2 separate regions of the Mus musculus genome follow, and region 1 is linked to region 2. A link is a contact called in public HiChIP or PLAC-seq data. All regions are on one chromosome and are shown on one strand. Each heading gives the region's core, a stretch centred on a gene start, on an enhancer-like site or on the middle of the called end of the contact. The rest is flanking DNA. Distances are from core to core; before and after follow the strand shown.

Region 1 (2,763 bases), core at 90-2,589, 370 kb after region 2:
TCACAGAACAAATTCCAGGATAGCCAGGGCTAAACAGGGAAACCCTGTCTCAAAAACAAAAGCAACAAACAAACAAACAAAACAAAACAAAACAAAACAAAACAAAAATTGTACTTCAACGGCTGAGCATAGTGGAGCGTGCCTTTAATTCCAGCACTCAGGAGGCAAAAGTAGGCAGATCTCTGTGAATTTGAGGCCAGCCTGGTCTACATAGTGAGTTCCAGTACAGCCAGAGCTACAGAGTGAGACTTTGTCTCAGAAAAAAAAATATCTATGTCTATGTCTGTCTATATGTCTATGTCTATGTCTATGTCTATGTCTATGTCTATGTCTATGTCTATGTCTATGTCTATGTCTATGTCTATATATCCAGAAACCTGGTTTTAAAATTAACCTCATTATCATTTTTAAAAAGATTATTTTTATTTTACATGTGTGGGTGTTTTGCTTACATGTATGTCTGTGTACCATGTACATGCAATACCTATGCAGGCCAGAGAGGGCGTCAGATCCCCTGGAACTGGGGTCACGATTGTGAGCTGCCGTGTTAGGTGCTGGGAACTGAACCTGGTCTTCTGCAAGAGCAAGCATTGAGTGCTCTTAAATGCTGAGCCATCTCCCTCAGCCTCCTTATCACATCTTAATAGCTCGCTGCCTTTTGATAATTTACATGGAATCACTCTTCAGTGAACTTCCATCAAATTGCCCAGAAGCGAAACCAGAAGCCAGACTCCTCCTCCTGGTCGTTTGCTGGTGGCGTGGGAGGGCGTGGTCAGGCTACAAGGAGCAGCCTCCACAGCCTAGGAGGCTTTCTGAGGAATTCTTACTCATTCAGGAAACTCCCAGCCACAAACTTGGCCATGGAAGGTGCAGACCTTGTTGGAGGGTCTTCACAGTCAGCACGTGGCAAAAATCACTCAGGGTTCTGCTGCTTGGTCCTGAAGCAACCGATATTGGTCAGCACACAAATGCACGCATGTGCAGTGGGAAGCCTGGAGCCCCTCTGAATGGGACCTAATAAAGGACGGTTAATGAGTGAGAGATCACTGCTTAGCAGATAACATCTGTAGAAACGAAGCCCAGGCTGGGAGTTCTGTGCGCAGCAGCGGGAGATTCTCAAAGTGAAAGCAGCATCCCTGTTTCCTTCGCATCTCCAATCCAGCAAGCATCTACAGAACAAGCAGGTCGTGGAATATCCTGCTCCAGTTGAAATAGCCTACCACCACAAATCCCGGGAAGACTGTAGCGGGCTTCAGACAGACAGGACAATATGTCAGTTTGTATTCAGAGCCTTGATTACTTCACTTTCATTTCATCAAGTGAGCTCTTCCACAAGACATCCACCCTCCTCTTCCTCTTCTTCCTTCTCCTTTCTCTTTTAAACCATTTTCAGCAGTGCTAGCTATATTTATACTGTTGAGCAATCTTTCTCCCCTGTTAAACTGAAACTGACCCCATTAAACACCAACTCCCCGCTCCTCCCCCACCTCCCCGCCCCCCAGATCCTGCCCACCAATTCCAGGAAATGGATTCCTATAGGTAGCTCATAAGGGCAGATTTGTATAGGGTCTGCTTTTTTGTTACTTCCCCGTTTCCCTTAGCACAGTGTGTTGCAAGCTCATCCATATTATGTGGATGATTAATACTCCAAGGTATGTGTAACCCCGTTATCTATGGCACATGAGCTGCTTGGCTGTTCTAAGACAGCTACAGACATGGTATAGTAATAATTCTTTGAGCATCTATTTGGAATTGGGGGAGCGGGGAGGGTTAGACCAGGAAATAAAGGTGTAAGCCATAGGATAATTCTTTTAATTATTTGAAGGATCTCCATATTGGTTTTCCAAAATGGCTGCAACTTGATCCACTCTCACCATGGCACACGTACATCCCGATCTCGTCACGTCTTGACGGTGTTCGTTGTTTTCTATTTCCTTTCCTCTGCTCTTCTTTGCCATAGCCATCCTAATGGATGTGAGGTGCTACCCTGGTCCATTAGCCTGGATGCTAACTTGCTCCCAGAGTGGCTCATGCTCTAAGGGCCTTAAGCACAACCACTCTGAACAGGTACAATGGGATGGAGCTTTTCTTAACACATTTATGTAAGAGTATTAATGCTAAATTATGGATGCTTTCTGTCCTTGCGAGGTTGAGTCTACTAACAGCCCAAGGGAGGTACATTTCCTTTTTAGATAAAAAGTTTCCTGTTTCCATAGCTTTGCCCCGCCCCCTGCTGCTCCTCCTTCCTTGTTGGATGTACCTCTAGATTCCTTTGACCTGTCTCATGCTTCATGTGCCCCCTGAAGGTGAAAGTTCCCCCCCCCTTTTAATCAGCCCTTTTCTTTCATAGTACTGTCCATAGACAGCTGTAGCTATCTATGCCCTTGACTTTGATAGGACTAGCAGATTGAGTATCTCAATCCAGGTGGCACTTAAACATTCATGGGCCTTCCAGTCATGCTATAGGTAGCCTACTGCCTTCAAGTTCAAACTATACTTGGTCCCTTCCCCTTCCAAACTTGAAGTCCGAGTTCCTAGCTATGTGTTTGTCAAAGCCAGAGACCTGAGGATCAGCCTGTCACACAAGTATGACATCACTTTTCCACCCTGTCTTGAGTCAGCCTTTAGAGAGTCACATTCAGAGAGGCTCACAGCTGATGTGGGTGTACACACTCATACATGTATAAACCTTCATGCAGGATGGGATATACCTGGTGGGTAGACAATGGGATGAGGGGGCAAAGGGGGGGACAGTTTTCAGTT
Region 2 (3,081 bases), core at 119-2,618:
GTCTTCTTTTTTCTGGCTTCTTTGGGAATAACTGACTTTTTACTTGAGTGTGTGTGTGTGTGAGTGTTTGTGTGTGTGTGTGTGTGTGTGTGTGCATACAGAGGCCAGACATTGACATGTGTGTGTTACTCTGTTATAGTTACTGTTGAGGTGCTGTGAGCAGACACCATGACGAAGGCAAGTCTTATAAAAGACAACATTTATTTGAGGCTGGCTTACAGCTTCAGAGCTTTAGTCTGATTTCATCATGGTAGAAAACACGACAGTGCGCACGCAGTCAGATATATTGGCTGGAGAAGGAGCTGAGGGTTCTACAACTTGACCTGAGGCAGAAGAAGAACTGACACACTAGACCTAGCTTGAGCGTAGACCTCAAAGCCCACCTCCATAGTGACACACTTCCTCCAACAGGGTCACACCTCCTAGCAGTGCCACTCTTTGTGGGCCAAGCATTCAAACCCATGAGTCTATGGGGACCACTCCTATTCAAATCACTACAGTCTCCATCACTCACAACCTAATTTTCTGAGACAGGTTCTTTCACGGAACCTGAGTTTCTGTTTCACCAAGAGGGCCAGCAAGCCACTGGGATCAACCTATCCCTACATCCCCAGCCCCAGCATTACAGAGGCGTGGCCTTCAAATGGATGCAACCGATCCAAATTCTCAGAACAACGGTATTTTCTGATCACTCCTCCTGTATGATAAGAGGCATTCCTGGAGGGATGTGATAAGCACATCTCCTCAGCCCAGATGGAGAGCCCACGAGAGAGCAAGATCCAGATGCCACCAAAGTCCAGCTGGCTTGAACCAGTGAGTTTTATTGGTGTTACAAAAATATGGGTGAGGGGTCACTTACAAGAGCAGAAATGACTCAAAGAATGATGCATCACCAAAGCCCATCCCAGCATGAGCTCACACAGCTGGGAACCCGGAGCCCAGTGCACAGCCTGCAGGCAGCTCAGCAGGTTGGAGAGCATCCTTTCCAAGTGACTCCATTGGGCTAAGCCTCTTGCAGGCAGCGCTGCTAGTTTCTGTTTCTCCCGGGCAGCTAGTTGGTCATGATCATCTCAAGAGTCGTCTCTGCAGCTTCTATTGCTTACTCTGGTAGGGACCTAGTGAATCCCTTCAGTTTTAGGGGCTTCTTGAAGCTGTTTTGAAGTTATTTTTATCTCCCTGCTTAGGATGAAATGTTTCAACTTCAGGGGAAACTGTTATGCAACACAACATCATTTGTATCCATAATATACAAAGAACTCCTCAAACGCAACAATAAGAAAGTCACAAAGCAAGGAAATGAGTAAGTGTGTGGGAATTGCATCACATCATCAGCCACATAGGGAAACACAAGTCAAAACCACAACATGCTGTGAATTAGAACTGGGAGGCCGGGAGGGAAGCTGGCAGCAAAATATTAAGACTCCGACCCAGGCTGAGAGGGGAACCAGGGACAAACCCAGAAATCCTGACTGCAGCCCGTGCAGACAATAGTGTTGAGCAACTGCAATCCCTATATGCCCTTGGGGCAGATGAAGATGGTTACGCATTTATGTAGCCTAAAACCCATCTATACAATACCATGCTTATGTATTTACCCAGGAGAAATTAACACTATGCGCCTGTACTTGAATTTTTACAAAACCACTCATAATTGGCAGAAACCAGGAGAAAACGGAAGTTCAAAAGGCAACTTAATAGATAAATAAACTACGACATAGCCACACATTAGAATACTATTCAGCAATAGAAAGGGAAAATACTGATATATAATAGCATGAGGTAATTGCAGAGATTTTTCTGAGAGTCCAGACATGGTGGGGCACAGCTTTAATCCTAGCATGCAGGAGGCAGGGGGAGGTGGATCTCATGAGTTCTAGGACAGCCAGATCAAAACATCAACAGGCCCAAAGACATTATTCTTTGTTTGTAAACCGAGTCAAAAGACCGCATATTATACAGTTCCACACACAATCTTTGAAAAGAGGGGGAAAATAGCAACAGCAAAGAGATGATTGACTGCCAGGGGTTGTGTGTAGAGAACCGGGGGTTTACAATGACCACAAGAAAATTGGGGGTGCGATGGATATGCTCTGCGTGTGGACGGTGATGTCAGTTGTCTGCTTGCTTCTAATAAACTCTGGGAAGCAGACATTTTAAAAGGCGACATTGCTGTAGCAGCGTGACTCAGTACTCATGCGTAACTTGACGTCATCAGTGTGAGGGTTCTTTCCCAAGAATCCGTTCCAAAGTGGAAATTCCCAGATCATTGTGGCAAAGCCAGGTGGGGACCTGAGGGAGCGTTGGAATCAAAAAATGGCGGGGAGGCTCCCAAATTTATCTGCTTTGAAAGGAAAAGAGTGGCCCTGGGAAGGGTGCTTCCAGGAGGATGACGTTAGTCTAAAATCAAAGTCTAGGCTAAAGTAGTTCTCTCTTGAGAAGCTCACGGTTCCTCCTACACTGTTCATACCTCCAACCCGCTTGACTCACGCTGGAGCCTCTAATAAAGTCTTTTCTTAATAAACCACAACGTTGTTTCGCACAACACCAGAACTAGGTAAATCCAGGTGTGGTAGTGCATGCCTGTAAGCCCTCCGGAGCTTGCAGCCCTCAGGAGGCTGAGGCAGGAGAGTTGCCTCAACTCTCAGGCAAGTCTGGTCTCCATGAGTTCAAAGCCAGCGAGCTACAGAGTGAGGCTGTGTCTCAACCAGCAGACACAAAACTCAAAGTGAACAAATAAATATAAGCTCTCCGGCGACAGAGCTATGGGTTTAGACGATATGAGACAGGGGAATGCCAAGACACCTCATCGCCTTTTCTTTCTTTTTAAACAATACTAAGAAGAAGTTTAGAATTGTTACATGTATGCCACATGATACCTGATACCTTCAGAGTCTGAAAGAGGACATCTGATCCCCTGGAACTGGGGACACAGATGGTTGTGAGCTGCCATGAGGGTGTTAGGGACAGAACTGAGTCCTCTCCAACCCTCATTTTCCATCCAAGCATTAGCCACACCCTAACATTTTACCATCTTGATTAGCCTCAAATCAGGTCGGCCTCTGTATTACCGTTATCACAATT

The links. HiChIP or PLAC-seq counts read pairs in DNA pulled down with a chosen protein or histone mark.
Region 1: an H3K4me3 HiChIP or PLAC-seq map of bone marrow-derived macrophages shows a contact between it and region 2, with 2.5 times the contacts expected there. The contact joins two enhancer-like sites. A contact is called at or near these places in 1 of 39 promoter capture datasets (the HPC-7 cell line), 1 of 484 Hi-C or Micro-C datasets (nephron progenitors) and 7 of 115 datasets of contacts at active chromatin or transcription factors (the 230-238 cell line, bone marrow-derived macrophages, craniofacial prominence and 2 more).

Annotation. Positions count from the first base shown.
Region 1 is chr5:147,757,517-147,760,279 of GRCm38.p6, forward strand. No RefSeq gene overlaps it. Among named protein-coding and RNA genes, the nearest start is that of Gm35541, 5.7 kb to the left of the region's middle. Within about 2 kb of position 1,340, at least 97 of the 459 cell types and tissues checked have an H3K27ac peak or open chromatin away from gene starts, as enhancers often do. A contact at or near this core is called in bone marrow-derived macrophages, where this site is marked.
Region 2 is chr5:147,387,868-147,390,948 of GRCm38.p6, forward strand. All of the region lies in intron 1 of Flt3 (FMS-like tyrosine kinase 3), which reads right to left. Among named protein-coding and RNA genes, the nearest start is that of Gm26597, 10 kb to the right of the region's middle. Within about 2 kb of position 1,369, at least 44 of the 459 cell types and tissues checked have an H3K27ac peak or open chromatin away from gene starts, as enhancers often do. A contact at or near this core is called in bone marrow-derived macrophages, where this site is marked.